Regions from separate parts of the Gossypium hirsutum genome. Here region 1 is linked to region 2. Evidence: chromatin contacts called from public Hi-C data. All regions are on one chromosome and are shown on one strand. The core of a region is the stretch at or near the end of the contact, and the rest is flanking DNA. Distances in the headings are between cores, read along the strand shown. Region 1 holds the start of LOC121209706 (SCARECROW-LIKE protein 7). Region 2 holds the start of LOC121209684 (E3 ubiquitin-protein ligase RNF185).

Evidence for each region. Hi-C and Micro-C count contacts between places; a contact is called where the count stands out from the background.
Region 1: a contact with region 2 is called in a Hi-C map of leaf, with 2.6 times the contacts expected there. The contact joins the promoter of LOC121209706 here to the promoter of LOC121209684 in region 2. A contact is called at or near these places in 2 of 34 Hi-C or Micro-C datasets (both in leaf).

Annotation. Positions count from the first base shown.
Region 1 is chrA02:107,053,301-107,057,402 of Gossypium_hirsutum_v2.1, forward strand. It overlaps LOC121209706 (SCARECROW-LIKE protein 7), which reads left to right and starts at 2,381. Exons shown (of 2, transcript XM_041080881.1): 1 at 2,381-2,555; 2 at 2,678-4,102. The coding sequence starts at 2,722.
Region 2 is chrA02:106,736,141-106,739,685 of Gossypium_hirsutum_v2.1, forward strand. It overlaps LOC121209684 (E3 ubiquitin-protein ligase RNF185), which reads right to left and starts at 2,104. Exons shown (of 2, transcript XM_041080776.1): 1 at 1,860-2,104; 2 at 519-1,413. The coding sequence starts at 1,411. The coding sequence ends at 725.

The DNA.
Region 1 (4,102 bases), core at 1,131-3,630, 320 kb after region 2:
TAATTATCTATAAATATAGGTGAGACTTGACTTAGACAATTATATATAATATTAATACTATATATAAATTCGGTTCAAAAATCTGACCAGTGAATACTTTAAACACATATCATAAGTGTGTCATAATTTAATATAATTAAATATAAAATATAATATAAAAATATTACGACCTAAATATAATATATGACAGGAATTATTAACTCGTCTCTCATCGAACCTATCCAATCTCCCCTATATGTGAGTGGGTCCCTTAATCGCCCAAAAAGAACGGAGGACCCTAATTGGCAATCCCACACGTCATTAACACTATTTTCTCACTTTTTTGTATTTTTTCTCAAAGGCTCGAACCTTCCTTTTAAATTTTACCCTCTACAAAAAAGAACAAAAATAATTATTGATAATTAGATACGATAAAATCACATGCTATAAATACCTTTATAAAAATTATTTTTTCAATATAAACTATGGTATAACATTAAAAATAATATATGTTATACCTCATTGTGACAAGACACGTGACTAGCTTAGAAGACATTTGAACAAGTAAGCCTACCACTAGTAAGTCGAGTGGTCACCTGTGAACTTACCCTCTCGAGAGTACTATCCAGAGACAACGAATGATTTAATCTTCATTGGGAACATGAAGTTATTTGGTTATAAATATCATGTGAGTACAACTGCTTTGTCCTATCACAAATATCTTCTTCCCATTGAAGACATTCTTCCCACGAGCTCTATAATAATGACAAGTTCAACATGTTAATACCATTTTGCGCGGGACGCCTACGTATAAATACCTCTAGTAATGACGAATAAAGGAGGTAACCTTTCAATAATACTAAGTCTACACTTTTTTAACATTCTTTTAGCCCTTAACCTCCAAACTCTCTTTACCATCATTTTCTAGAACTTCTGACTCTCTGCCTCGATTGGATGAATCAACCTCCGCAACAATCATTCTTCTCTCCTTTGTACTATTTTCTTGTTAGGTATTATATTAACAATATCCATTAAAAATATTAAAAATAATATAATAGATAAATGTATCTTAATTAATGTGAATGTCTTTTTTTTAATTGTTTGATATTCATTGAATATATTAATTTCAATTAAATTGAAAGTCGATCTGAATCAAACCTTTGAATGTGTGGTAATTGGTAAAACTTTCTCATAAATATTTTTTCATCCATATAACTCGAATTTAAAATATTATTGAAGAGATATTGAAATTCTTAATGTTGATCCATATATCCTACAAATTTCATTGGATTGGGGTGGAGCTCTAGGCATTGATCGGAGAAGTTTTAGATTCTATAAGCTTTAATTGCACAAAATATTATTTATACGACACCAATAATTTAATTTTGTAATTAGAATATTTAAAAATTTGAAACTCAATTTAGAATCAAGGTCATAATCTAGAAATATTTAATGCAAATAACTTATTTTATAAATTATTATAATTTTTTTTCTATTTACATAAATATACAAAATATTACTATGTTCCACAAAATATTACAACTTTAAACTAATTCTATCCTAAATATAATAATCATAAATGTTCTCGTCCGTTTTATCATTTAAAATTTATTTTATCCAATCTATAATAATATTTAAATAAAATTATTTTAATAAAAAATTCATAAAAATACAACATGTATTAAATTATTTACAAGATGCAATAACCTAAGCAACAACCATCACTAATTCACTTCGATTTTTAATTTTATTGTGGCATATGAACAAACACTTGGGCCTCGATTTGAGAGTGCGCGCTATTGCCGATTGTAGTAATAGGCTAGTCGCCGTCGCTTCACTGTGCTAACTGCTGATGCTACATTGGATTTCTCCATCTTTTCAAACTTTTTCAATAATTCCACGTCACTTTGCCTTTTCTATGTTAGCTTTGGTGAAAGTACTTGATAGATGTCTCTATTATAGGGGATAATTCAAATTAATCCTTATACTATTAAATAGATCAATTTAATAATTGTAGCAGTAAAAAAAAAATCAAGTAAAGCCAAATTTTAATAGACTTAAGATTTTTATTTTCAAAAATTATATATTTTTAAAATGATAAATTAGTAAAAAATAATTATTTTGAAAATAATAAAATTACCTTTTGAATGATATAAATAATTTCAATTTAAAAAAAAGTTTCATAACAACTGGTTAACATAATTTTTAATCGAGTTAGTAATTGGAATTAAGACGTAATTACTACTGCTAATAATAATAATAGATCCAAATTACACCACTTTAATATTTATAGGGATTAAAATTCCAATTTAACTATACTACAAGGACTAAAACCAAAATTTAACCATTTGTTTTCTAATAGCTAAATAAAGGACTCAACTTTTCATTTGAGGGACAACTCTAGGCCTTTTAGCTCAGCACTCATCTACTGCTTTGCGCTGCCGTTTTAGCTTTCCTTCTTTAAAAAAAGCTATACATACTATTCTCAAAGTTTCTTTCCTTCTCTTTCATTAGCTAAGCAAAATCCCAAGTTTATAGAGCTATTCTTCGGTCACTCTTGGTCCTACTGACTCTTTGTATGTACTCTCTGTCACTTATCTTTCTTTTTTTTTAATTTCCTTTTCTTTAAGCTTTAAAAACACTCACTTTTTGCTGATTTTTTTCTTGTTTTTTTGTGGGTAAATGAGACTAAGTGCAGTTCACTGAAAATTTTCCGGGAAGTTTTTTTTTTTTTGCCGGAAAATGGCATATATGTGTGCTGATAATGGGAATCTAATGGCAATCGCTCAACAAGTTATAAAGCAAAAGCAAGAACAAGAGCAACAACAGCAGCAGCAACAACAACAGCAGCAGCAACAACAGCTTCTTGGTTTGAATCCTTTCTCTTTAAATCCTTGGTCTAGTACTACCCACCATGGTGTTTCCAGTTCGGGTAATGTCGGGTATGGGCTTACGGGTCCGGGTTTTACCGACCCGTTTCAAGGGGATGCTGGGGAAGGGTTTCAGTTCCCTAACATGGAACATCACCATTCGATTGGGTTTCGTTTTCCTGATTTTGGTGGTGGTGCCGGTGGTGAGTTTGACTCGGATGAGTGGATGGATAGTTTAATGAACGGTGGTGGCCATTCAACGGATACTTCGAATCTGCCGTCTGGTTGCGACGCGTGGCAAAGCAATGCTGATTTTGGTATCTACGGTGCTGATCCGTTTAGTGCTTGCCCAAGTCGACTCACCGTGACGTGTTCTCCGCCGTCTAATCTGAACCGAGTGATCCCTACTACTACTCTACCTGCATGGCCGCCATCCCCTCCACCGCCTCCGCCGCAAGTAACCGTTGAAGAAACGAAAACAAGCAGTCCCCAGAACCAGAACCAGAACCCAGCCATCAACGACGGCGCGGGTATCTCATCCGGTTCACCGGAGACCGATTTATCTCCGCCGCTTTTAAAAGCTCTACTCGACTGTGCTACACTCGCTGACTCGGAACCTGAACGCGCGATTAAATCACTGGCTAAACTCAAGGAATCGGTATCAGAACACGGAGATCCAACTGAAAGAGTGGCTTTTTACTTCACTGAAGCTCTCCATAGCAGACTCTCTCATCAAACAGACCAAAGGTTGACGATGTTCGAAACGTCGTCGGAGGACTTCACTCTCTCATATAAAGCATTAAACGACGCCTGCCCTTACTCGAAATTCGCCCATTTAACGGCTAACCAAGCGATTCTCGAAGCAACAGACCGAGCTAGCAAGATTCACATAGTTGACTTTGGGATCGTTCAAGGAGTTCAATGGGCTGCTCTGTTACAAGCTTTAGCAACCCGATCACCCGGAAAACCGACCCGAATCCGTATATCGGGCATACCCGCTCCGGTTTTGGGATCGACACCGGCTCCTTCTCTTTACGCCACCGGTAACCGTCTACGTGACTTCGCGAAGCTTCTGGATTTGAATTTTGAGTTCGAACCGATTCTAACTCCGGTTACTGAACTCACCGGGTCGAGTTTCCGGGTCGATGAAGATGAGGTATTAGCTGTGAATTTCATGCTTCAATTGTATAATTTATTGGATTCTACTCCCGCCGCCGTGGAAACCGCTCTAGCTTTGGCTAAATCATTGAACC
Region 2 (3,545 bases), core at 854-3,353:
TAATCCCTAAATATTAACATAAAGTACACGTAGCACACTAAGCATTATTGTCTAGTTATTCTATCAGCCACACCAATTTTTAACAATACAAAAAGATGAAATTTTTAATAGAAAGGACCAATCTTTTCTTTGATTTAAGATATAGGGACTAATTTGCTCATTTTTCAGTAGAGAGGGTAAAATACAATTTGATTCCTAGTTCAGTGACCTCTATGGTATTTTCACCCAAATAGTGTTCAAAACTATCATTCGATAGCATGTTCCTATAGACAAAGCACCAAATGGAGCCTATATATGAATTTGTGTTTGTATATCAAACTCATGTTCCATATGGTTATGTAATAAAAATCCAAAGATGTTCAATAATTTAGCTTATGGGAGACGTATATGGCTATTACCACCATGATTGGATCACCAAGAAAAAGCAAAGAAATAAGAAAACAGCTGTTCTCTTTTTATGGTTCTAACATGATTGACACCAAATGACCATTCAAGAATCAACACAATGTTTCGATGTATAGGGGGGAAACGAGCTAATTCCTTTTTTTATTTTGAAAAGAACGAATTAAGACGAGTGTAAGTTGTTCCTGAAGCTACAAATGGCAAAGTATTATATTGACAACTTCTTCTCGAGCCAAAACAGAATCGTCGATTCGGCTATAAGCATATATATACAGACACTAGATAACCAAGCTTTGTCTGAGCTTAAGCGGTTATACCTATTTCACCAATATAGCAGAGCAAGGACTACGAAGACCCCGATCAACAAAAGAAGATTCTTCAACACGTTATCTGCTTGCTGTCCTCGAGTGGTTGGTGGCTGGGGAAACCCATGAGGATGACTGCCATGAACTGTATTGTACCCGAAAGGGAACCCCGAAGTTGTTCCGTAAACAGTAGCATCTGGGAATCCATGGGACTGGATGTTAAACAATGATGGCAATAAGCCTCCAAACCCCATTGTGAAGTTACCGATCCTGGTGGTTGCCATTGGAACGAAACCTCCCATTAGTCCAAACCTGTAATTGCCAAATGGATTGGCTTCTGGGGGAGGAGGAGGAGCAGTTGCCGGTCTTTGCCCTGTGGGACGGTTAGGGATTTCCATGCCGGGATACAATTTTGAACGTGGATCGGTATGGTTTTTGCCCCTACCATAAAGAGGAACGAGTTTTTCCTCTTGTATGAGGGCTTTGCAAACAGGGCATTCATGGCAATGACAGTGATGGTGTAACCATCTGTATAGACACGGCCAACAAAAGAGGTGACCGCAAAGAGTGACGATCGGGTCTTGAGCTAACTCGAAGCAGATATTGCATTCAAAACCACCGGCATCGTTAGCATTATCAGTACTACCCGAGCAAGGCGGACTTGGGGGTAGTCTGCTTGTTGATTCCCCAAAACCGCTCCCCATTCCTTAATTCACCCAACACAATAAATCAAAACAATCAAAATTCAAAAACATAATTTAAAGGGGAAAATAAGAAATCTAAAATTCAATGGAATCAAAGATTACAACTTTCAAATTCAATCAACCAAACACAAACCCAATTCCCAATTTTTTACCCAAAAATAAAAACCCAGAAAACTCGAAATGAAACTAACACCATAACGCTTAAAATCCAAAAAAAAAAAAAATTGAATCTATTTTAACAATAGTTCATCAAATTGTGCCATAAACGACATTAATTATAAACCAAACAACACCATTTATTAATCCAACAAAAGAAAAGAAACCCTAACCTAAAATCAGAAGAAGACAACAAATTCAAATCATAATCAATTAAACCCAGTAAAAAAAAATCTAAAAACAAGATCTTAGACGTAATACATAATCCAAATTGGATAAAAATAAAACTAACCTGGGTATTGAAGGAACTGATTGGATCAATTTTCGTTAATTATTTCTGTTTATTTTTTTAGGGAGTCGAGGAAAGAGAGTTATTATTAATGGGAAGTTGGGCAAATTTAGGGAAGAATCGAGGGTTTTCAAATTTCTACATAATTTATTATTTATATATTTTTAATAAATTGTAAATTGCAAAGCAGAAAATAAGTAATTGAGCAGTGGGGAAAACGTTGATTCTCACCTACCTTCCGCTTGGATTTAGTATTTGACTAATTACTTTGACATGCGAATATACAAGTCCCTGTATTTTGGATATTCAATTTCTCTATTTTTTAGATTTAAAATTTTAAGTCTAATTAATAACATTGTTAATTTTTTTATTAATTTTTTCAGTATGACATTTTGAAATTAAAAAATTCATTTGATGGCTATGTAAATAAAAAAATGGGTTATAGTAGATTTTTATTTAACAAAAGAAATTTAATGTGTTGATGATTGAATTTGTATCTTTAAATATAAAAAATAGATGGACTAAATTTTTAAAAATAAAAATAGAGAGACTAATTCTAAATTTATGAAGAGTACAAGGATTTATAACATATTTTAACAAAAAGTATTCTGATTACATGACATAATATTAAAGTGCTATACCATCACCTAATTTATTTTTTTTTTAAAAAACTTGTAATTTTTATGTGACGACATGACAAAATTTTAGAATGTCATGTCATTACATAGACCAAAGCTGGGGAAAAAATTTTGGACCAAAAAAAAAGATAAGAACTAAGTTGAGGGACTATTCGAACATAAACTCTAATCAAATTCAAAAAGTTTTATTTAAGTCATTAGGTTATTAAGTTTTTTTTTTTTAAGTCCGACTAGCGAGCTGCAAGTGACAATTCGACGATTGGTATGGTGGACCAGTACCTATTAGAAGAAAGTTGTTTAAATTTCGGTTTACGCATTCATGAAGTTCAAAGTTGTTTCATGAAAAAAAATTAATTGTATAAAAGAAGGGGAATGAGAGCTTTTGATTAGTACAGACATTGTGAACAAAAGAAACCATACAACAATAATTTTAACAGTCTAGTAAATTAAATGAAAATTTTCAAATACTTCAATAACTATTTTGCAACCTTTTGAAGTTGGGTGACCAAAGTATAAAATTACTAATAGTTCAGTTACTAACCGTGAGTTGGGCAAGATTGTTGGACTAGGAAACTCAAATGGGATTTAAGCTCATTTATATGTAAAACCTAACAGGCAAAAGTTAGGCCAATTCTTGAGAGCCCATACTTAAGGCCCAACCCATGCAATTGAATCTCTTACACCAAGATAGCAATTCATCCGAGGTGGAATAGAGAATAATTAAAGTTTGAAATGACATAAAAAAGAAAAGAAAAGAAAAGAAAGTGACATGCACTATTTGAATGATTAAAATGCTTTTTAAAAAACAGGTTAAGTATTACTTTGATTACCATGAATATTATTATCAATGTAGGAGGGCGTGAGTTTGAGTGTTTAAAGCGCATTATTCTCCTATTTTTAAGTTGAAAAGGGGTTATGCCTAGGTCTAGATATTGTATTAAAAAAAAGTAGATATATTGATCGAAAACTATCAATTGACCTTGAGTTTTAATATTCAAGACTCGAGTTCTACTCAATCCAACCAATGTTTCCATTTTTAATATGTTAATTT